Linked DNA regions of Macaca mulatta: region 1 is linked to region 2. The links are chromatin contacts, called in public Hi-C maps. All regions are on one chromosome and are shown on one strand. The core of a region is the stretch at or near the end of the contact, and the rest is flanking DNA. Distances in the headings are between cores, read along the strand shown. Region 1 has its middle 170 kb from the start of PRKCQ. Region 2 has its middle 130 kb from the start of PFKFB3.

The links. Hi-C and Micro-C count contacts between places; a contact is called where the count stands out from the background.
Region 1: a Hi-C map of CD4 T cells shows a contact between it and region 2, with 4 times the contacts expected there. The contact joins two enhancer-like sites. A contact is called at or near these places in 2 of 14 Hi-C or Micro-C datasets (CD4 T cells and blood).

What each region holds. Positions count from the first base shown.
Region 1 is chr9:7,962,149-7,966,344 of T2T-MMU8v2.0, forward strand. No RefSeq gene overlaps it. Among named protein-coding and RNA genes, the nearest start is that of PRKCQ, 170 kb to the right of the region's middle. Within about 2 kb of position 2,778, at least 15 of the 40 cell types and tissues checked have an H3K27ac peak or open chromatin away from gene starts, as enhancers often do. A contact at or near this core is called in CD4 T cells, where this site is marked.
Region 2 is chr9:7,850,766-7,855,330 of T2T-MMU8v2.0, forward strand. No RefSeq gene overlaps it. Among named protein-coding and RNA genes, the nearest start is that of PFKFB3, 130 kb to the left of the region's middle. Within about 2 kb of position 1,791, at least 34 of the 40 cell types and tissues checked have an H3K27ac peak or open chromatin away from gene starts, as enhancers often do. A contact at or near this core is called in CD4 T cells, where this site is marked.

The sequences.
Region 1 (4,196 bases), core at 1,528-4,027, 110 kb after region 2:
AAAAGGCAGCCTACAGAATGACAGTTTTGGGTGAAAGCCATAGTGTCCACACAAGTCAATAATGGTGAGCAGACTGCCTTGCATGTAGTAGGCCCTCAATAAATATTCACCATGATTTACTTACTAGATGGTGTGTAGGCTAGGGGCTGGAATATTTAAACATAAACACGCAGACTCAGAATGTTGAGAATGTGCTCAATTCCTTTCTGCAGTGAGTTTTAAATTTAAATATTCCTTTGTGCTCCCTGCCTAGCCTGGAGCTATTGCTGGGCTCTTGGCAACATCCACCTGGCTGAGCCCAGCAGCCCTTGCCCTGGAGACAGAAATTGCCCCCTTTTTTTTCCTTCTTTTTATTTATTTTTTGGCACAGGGCATCTTGAGACAAGTTGAATAGCCACCCTGGAGTTTTGCCAGAGTCACAAGATGAGGAAGGTCAAGAAGCAGAAGAGAACAGGGTGAGGAGATGGGGGTAGGGGAGAGGAAGTTTGACATCATGTGGTTTGAATGGCTCAAAATGCTGAAATGCCAGCATTAGTTCAAGCAATTTAGACTTTCAGGAAGCCTGGCCTCTCCCCCTAGAGTTATTTGTTTAGTCCTGTCTGGTGGGCTTGGCTGGCCGATTCCACAAACTCATGATCCAAAAGTTCTCCAGGCAGAACAGAGACGTGGCCTCCATGCCTACTGGGTTGACAATCAGTTCCAGGGGCCCAGCGTCTCCTGTGAACCCAGGGTCACCCAGATCAAGTCCCCAGGGTGGCAAATGTCTGGCGTCAATCGGGGGTGGGAGGGGGGGGACACTGAGTTTAGTTCAAGGAAGTATTGCCAGGTTTCATGTGTTCTTCTGTGCCACTGACGGAGAACATGAATTTGAATATGCTGCACGGTTTGATGCACATCAGAGCTGAAAGAGAAGAATCCAGGTGAAAAGCAGGAACGTGGCCAGATTGCCCGAGTTAGAGTGGGGCTCTGTTACTAGCCAGCTGGAGATGTCGGCCGCTGACGTGGTGTTCTCTACCTGAGTTTCCTCATTCAACACTGAATCCCCTGGCTTTGCCCTTCTTTCATCTGTAGCCCCAGTACCTTTTAGCAAACTGTGTAATTTACTTGTTTGCTATGTTTGTGATTTACTGTCTGTCTTCCTCATCTCCTCCTCTGAAAGGACAGACATCTTGCTTGTTGTGTTTTGATGCATTCCAAGATTCTGGAAGACTTGGAAGACAGCAGGTGGTCGATACACATTTGTAGAATATGAGTAGTCACAGAACCAGCCTCGCTGTGTTGTTATGCGGGTGAAATGACTTAATACTGTCATATGCTCAGGGCAGTCCCAGCCCCGAGCAGCGTGCCCTGAACCATATTTCAGCACACAGCGAAAGCTGGATCCATCGAGCAATCTCACGTTCCGTGTCTCGGCAGGCCCAGGACAGCTCTGCTTTTAACCTGTTTCCTGGAGTAATTGCTAACAGTGCTTCCTTTCAGTTAAAAAAAAAAAAAGGCTCATTTTAGCTAGTAAATTATATGGTTTTGCTACATGTAAGTATCTTTACTCATTCATTTTAGAAACTGAAAAAAAGAAAAAAAAATCTGCCAGGTGGCATGCACCTACAGTCCTGGCTGCTCGGCAGGCTGAGGTGGGACGATGCTTGAGCCCAGGAGTTCAAATCCAGCCTGGGCAACGTAGAAAGACCCCACTTCTACAAAAAAGCAGAAGAAAGAAAAAAAAAAGATATTGAATATAAGAGCAATGACCGTAGTTCATTCCCTTTTAGAGCTTACTGTCTTCTAGAGAACTTGCAAAATTAAATAATTCAAATTTAAAACTGTTGGAACTTCAAAATATTCTGAACCTTGAGAGAAATGCAGCTAGATGGGCTGAGTCACAGAGCATGCTGTTGCAACTTCTGCTTTTTCCCGTAAATGATTAGGAACGACTGAGTAGCACCAGAAATAAGACACTCTGAGTGGTGAGCCCTCAGAGCATTACTCTTGTCCTCACAGAATGTTGAAGTTGTCTTCCATGGAATGGAGCAAGCCGCCCTCGTCAAATCGCTGTAACATGTCTGCTAGCCTTGCATGGAAAACGTTGCAACCTTGCTAAAACCACCTCTTCCTATGTAGGCACAGCCTTGGCTTCCCCACTTGAGAGCATGGACCTTGTCCTCTTGGGGTCTGTGTTTTCCGGGTGACCATTCTCAAGCTCTGTACTCAGATAAACCCTGTACTTCATCATATTTTCTGTATCACCTTATTTAAGGTCAACAAACTTTAAGAACCTAGTTAAGTAGACAACCTCATGACTTGAACACATGGTTAATAGTGATAGTTGGATTGACAGCTGTATGGTTCCCTGCCATTTTAGGAGAGTTTTTTTTTTTTTTTTTTTTAAATATTGATCCATTTTCATGCTTTGTGTAGTACTGTTTACAACAACTGGGATGCTGAGCATCAGCCACTTGGTGAGGATTGCCGAGCCAGGGCACTCTGGTCCCAAAGCTCGGATTCCCACCGGCCTTCCTGCTGAGTCACACTGTCTGCTGGGAGCTGTCGACCCGCCGTCTCTTTCTCTGACTTCCACCCGATAATTCTACATGGCTCTGCAATAAGCAGCTTTTTTCTTATTATTTCCTACAAATACATAGGTTACCCTCTGATTAAAGGCAGGATACACATCTTGAATTAAAGGGAAGGCTGAAGCCTGGAATTCTTCCGATCTCTAATCCTGCCTGGTCAATGAAGTTCCTGAGTCCTCAGCTCAGGTCTGAGGCAGCCCTGCCCAGCAGGGACGGAAACTGCAGCTTTGTCATGTTCCTCTGCCACCCTCTAGTGACTCACGTCCAAATTAGGGTGGCTGGGAACTATTGGAAGAACACAGATGCTGCAAAGAAGCCGCAAACCTTCATTCTCAGCAAACTAACACAAGAACAGAAAACAAAACACCGCATGTTCTCACTCATAAGTGGGAGTTGAACAATGAGAACGCCTGGACACAGGGAGGGGAACAACACACACCGGGGCCTGTCGGGAGACTGGGGACTAGAGGAGGGAAAACATTAGGAGAAATACCTAATGTTGATGAGTGCAGCAAACCACCATGGCATGTGTATACCTCTGTAACAAACCTGCATGTTCTGGACATGTATCCCAGAACTTAAAGTATAATTTAAAGAAACCCCAAAAGAGTGCAATTTCAATGCCAAAAAAAAAAAAAAAATAGCTGAGCTTCGTCTGTTTCTTCTGCCCTTTCCTCCCTCACACCTACCATGTGTGCAGCATTGTACCAAACCTGAAGGACAGAGAGAGAAAAGCCTGGCTCCGCATCCCCCTGCTCGGGTTGCCTTGGTAACTTCTCCATGTACCCAAAGAAGCAAAGGGGACTCAACAATTTCAAAGAAGAGTGGCAGTAACTACTTCTTCTGTTCCAAGCTTTCTTGTATAAAGTGAAGCACTGTGTTGCCTTTAAGAGTTCCATTAAGGGCTGGGCACCGTGGCTCATGCCCGTAAATGCCAGCACTTTGGGAGGCTGAAGTTGGTGGATCACTTGAGGTCAGGAGTTCAAGACCAGCCTGGCCAACATGGCAAAACCCCGTCTCTACTAAAAGTACAAAAATTAGCCAAGTGTGGTGGTGGGCACCTGTAGTCCCAGCTACTTGGGAGGCTGAGACAGGAGAATCACCTGAACCCAGGAGGCAAAGGTAGCAGTGAGCTGAGATTGTATCACTGCACTCCAGCGTGGGCAGCAGAATGAGACTCTGTCTCAAAACTGGACCAAAACAAAAAAAGAGTTCCATGAAGGGAATTAGGACCACTTTTTAATTCAGTGTCTGCACACTATCTCCTGACCACCTGGCCGCTGCTTTTCCTCCCTGCTTCCTGTCCTCCCTTCCTCTCTCCCTTGCTCTACTATCCTATCCCTTCACTGGTGCTCTTTTTGTGTTTTATCTCCTCTGCCAATCAACATGCAGGGCAAGGAAGCCAGGCATAGCACTGGGCACTGGCCAGCCCTGCTGGTTGCTCTCGTGCCGGCTCTCATGCCTGAAGCTCTGTGCTAAAACACCTGGTTTCCAGCAATGTGCAGATGGTGAACAGTCAGAGGTGGGGTGGGGCAGGAGTCACACTTCTCAAGGACACCATAGTGTGATAAACACTAAGGAGTTGGCTGCCAGTGTCTTAGTCAGAGCAAGGCAAGGCTATGGAGT
Region 2 (4,565 bases), core at 541-3,040:
AGAGTCCTACTCGCCAGCACCTCAGGGTGTGACCTTATTTGGAGAAAAGTCTTTCCAGAGGCGATCAAGTTAAAATGAGGTCATTAGGATGGGCCTTAATCCAGTATGGCTGATGTCCTTATAAAAAGGGAAATTTGGAGACAGGCACGTGCAGAGAGAAGGTGATGAGAAGAGAGAGTGAAGACAGCTGACTACAGGTCAAGGACAGACGCCTGGATAACTCCTTCCACAGCCTCGGAAGGACCCAGCCCTGCCGACATCTTGATCTTGGACTCCCAGCTTCCAGAATCAGGAGAAAATAAATTTCTGCTGTGGGCCGGTGCAACAGCTCATTCTCATCATCTCAGCACTTCGGGAAGCCGAGGCAGGAGGATCACTTGAGCCCAGGAGACTGAGACCAGCCCGGGCAGCATAGGGAGACCTGTCTCTACAAAAAGTAAAATAGCTGAGCCTGGAGGTGGCACTTACCTGTTGTCCCAGTTACTTGAAAGGCTGAAGGAGAAGACTGCTTGAGCCCAGGAGGTCGAGGCTACAGTGGGCTATGACTACACCACTGTACTCCAGCCTAGGTGACAGAGCGAGATCCTATCTCTAAAAATAAAAATTAAAAAACTGTTGTGTAAGTCCCCCCGTCTGAAGTACTTTGTTGCGACATCCTCAGCACACTAATACAGTGTCCTGAAGCTTTTTTTGTATGTGCTGTAGCCCCTCTGAACCTTCAGGGTTGATCCTGAGCCCCTTCTTAGAATAATGTTTACATTAAAAAGAAACACACTTTGGATTACGAAGGAAAGAACTGTTGAAATACTGATATCAAAATGCCAAACATAAACATTTACGATGTAGACATATATGTGCCACTTTAATAGTGTATTTGATAGTGGCAAGTCTGAAAACAACTGTAATTTCACAATAGAGATGAAGGGTAAATACTTTTTCAAGACATCTGCAACAGGCTGGGTGTGGTGGCTCATGCCTGTAACCCCAGCACTTTGGGAGGCCAGTGTATCAGGATTGCTTAAGCCCAGGAGTTTGAGACTCGCCAGGGCAACATAGTAAGACCCCATCTAAAAATAATTAGCTGGGTGTGGTGGCGTATGCCTATAGTCCCAGCTATTTGGAGGCTGAGGTGGGAGGATCCCTTGAGCCCCGGAGGTCAAGGTTGCAAGTGAGCTGTGTTGATACCACTGCATTCCAGGTTGGGTGACAGAGCCAGACTCTGTCTCAAAAAAAAAAAAAAAAAAAAACAAAACTGCAACAACCATCACGTGACACGAACATATGATTTTTATTGGTGACCGACACAGAGGCTGCTCATGTGGTCACTATCTTCATAATGAAAATGCTAAATACCAGTTCCTGGTTAGTGGAGGAAAAGATTTTTTTTTCCCACCCAAGTTTACATATTCCTGAATTTGATCTGTTCCTGGCCTGGGTGGTGTCCACTAGGGGACTTCTGGGGTCTGTGGTTAGGCGACTGTGGGTGGATTGTCCCATGAGGCTGAGGCCTCTTGCTCTTAGCTTAAGGCTCAGTGACCCTTCAGCACTTGGGGGCCTTGTGCCAGGGACAGGTGGTCCCGGCCGCTCCTCTCTGTTGCCATGGTGACAAACCTATGTGGCCTCTGGAAGCTGCTCCCTTCTTGGTCCTCTGTCCAGAGCCTTGCGGCAGCTCGGGTAAATTTCTCTGCATAGCTTGTCTGTGATTCAGCGAAGGAGGTGTGTGGAGAAGGTGCCAGTTCCCTCAGCGGAGCCGCCCTCAGGGCTTGGCCTGACTCAGGCAGGAAGTAGCTGACTCTCCATGCCGGGAACGCTGTCACCAGCCTCGTGATGGAGTCGGGCCTCTGCCGGTGACTCACCACCGTCACCCAGGCGCTGCTCTTGCTGGGAATTTTCTCATGAGCTCATCTGGCCAGTGCAAAGAACCACACAATTGTTCCCCACACGCGTTCTTATTGTGCAAAAGGGAAACCTTGGTTCGGATCTTGTGGTTTTTTTTTTTTTTTTTTTTTTTTTGAGATGGAGTCTCACTCTGTCAGCCAGGCTGGAGTGCGGTGGCAAGATCTTGGCTCACTGCAACTTCCGTCTCCCGGGATTCTCCTGCCTCAGCCTCTCGAGTAGCTGGGATTATAGGCACGTGCCACCACGCCCAGCTAATTTTTGTATTTTTCATAGAGACAATGACATCACCAAGAATGAATCTTTTTTTTTTTTTTTTTAAATGGCTTAAGGGGTATATGGCTCTTCAAATACACGCAGGGGTTATGCTTTCTCCATCTGGAGAGTGATGCTCCCCCTGCAGCCCAGTGATTCCGAGACAGGCTTTCTTCAGGCTGGAGTTATCTCATTCATTGAAACGTGCTTGATATTTCATGCTTGAAATAAAGATGTCCCCCAATTCGTGGCACCTTGTGTTTGACAGATAGCCTGCATAGAGACAGAGTCTAGGCCGGGCACGGTGGCTCACGCCTGTAATCCCAGCACTTTGGGAGGCCGAGACGGGCGGATCACGAGGTCAGGAGATGGAGACCATCCTGGCTAACACGGTGAAACCCCGTCTCTACTAAAAAAATACAAAAAACTAGCCGGGCGAGGTGGTGGCGCCTGTAGTCCCAGCTACTCGGGAGGCTGAGGCAGGAGAATGGCGTAAACCCGGGAGGCGGAGCTTGCAGTGAGCTGAGATCCGGCCACTGCATTCCAGCCTGGGCGGCAGAGCGAGACTCCGTCTCAAAAAAAAAAAAAAAAAAAAAAAAAAAAAAAAAAAAAGACAGAGTCTATCAGGGAATGAGAGGATTTTTGGTAAAAACGACCAAAACTTCTACTGACCCAAGAGAAGGCTTTGGTTGCTTGGAGTGGATTATCAGCCAAATGCTACCTTTATTTTGTGGGATTTTGGCCTTTGAATCAGGTTCATGGGTGGCATGTTATAGAAATAGGGTAACCAAACGGGATAATTCTTCAAAAAGAAGTGGGGCATAGGATGGGAGGGGTTGTTGTTTATTTATATGTACGTGTCATAAAAATATTTTAGATCGTAATTTAGCAAATATATGAAAGTGGAAAATGTGTTTATGGAGCTATTTAACAAAAGGGCCATGCTTCAGAAAAAAAAAAAATCCCAAGAAACAAACCAAAAAATGCCCAAAAGAGAAATCTCTGTGTGGGAGACTATCATTTAGCCGCAGACAGGATGGTTACAGGTTAATTGCTGGCTTTATCTAACTACCAGCTACAATAACTCCAATTTGGGGTCGACCAAGGACCAATGAACTTCGCTTTCTCTGGGCAACAGCTGAGATGTTGCAGCTGCAAGTAGGGTTAAATAACCTCCAATAAAGGAAAAAACTTGCAGAGTAATTCCGTTAAGAAATTTGACATAATTATAGATTCAAGGATGATGCAAACAGAAAGTGGACAGGAAGGTCCTTGTCCCCTTCCTTCCGTTTCTCCCAATGTGACATCTTACACAGCTGCAGTGCAGTATCACCACCATGATACTGAGACTGGGTCACAGAACCTACCTAGATTTCCCGTTTTATATGTGTGTGTGTGTGTCTGTGTGTGTGTGTGTGTGTGTGTGAGTATAGTTCTGTGCAGGTTTATCACATGTGTGCATTCTTACAACCATCACCCAAATCAAGATACATCTTGATTTTGCTCCATCACCAGGAGGATCCCTCATGCTACCCCTTTACAGCCTCAAGTCCCCTTCCCTCCTTTCCCCTCCCTACCTGCTGGCGGCCACTAACCTGTTCTCCATCGCCATAATTTTGTCATTTCAGAATGTTGAATAAATGGAATCATACCATACGTGATATGGTTTGGACCTGTGCCCCCGCCCAGATTTCATGTTGAAATGTAATCCCCAATGCTGCAGGTGGGGCCTGGTAGAAGGTGATTGGATCATGGGGCTGGTTTCTTTTTCTTTTTCTTTTCTTTTTTTGAGACAGAGTTTTGCTCTTTCACCCAGGCTGGAGTGCAGTGGTACAATCTGGTCTCACTGCAACCTCTGCCTCCTGGGTTCCAGCAATTCTCCTGCCTCAGCCTCCTGAGTAGCCGGGATTACAGGTGCACACCAACATGCCCAGCTAATTTTTGTATTTTTAGCAGAAACGGGGTTTCATCATGTTGGCCAGGCTGATCTTGAACTCCTGACCTCAAGTGATCCGCCTGCCTTGGCCTCCCAAAGTGCTGGGATTTACGGGTGTGAGCCACCACAGCCAGCCGTTGGGGTGGTTTCTAATGGTTTGTATCATTTCCCTTGTGCTGTGCTGACAATAGAGTTCTTACAAGATCTGTCTGTTTAAAAGTGTGTGGCATATCCCTGCCCCCGCACCTTCCTCCCGCTCTGGCCGTGTAAGATGTGCCTGCTTCCTCTTTGCCTTCTGCCATGATTGTAAGTTACCTCAGGCTTCCCTAGAAGCTGAGCAGATGCCAGCATCACACTTTCTGTACAGCCTAAGGAACTGTGAGCTAATGAAACCTCTTTTCTTCATAGATTACCCAGTCTCAAGTATTTCTTTATAGCAGTGTGAGAATGGACTAATACAGTATGTAACCTGCTAGTG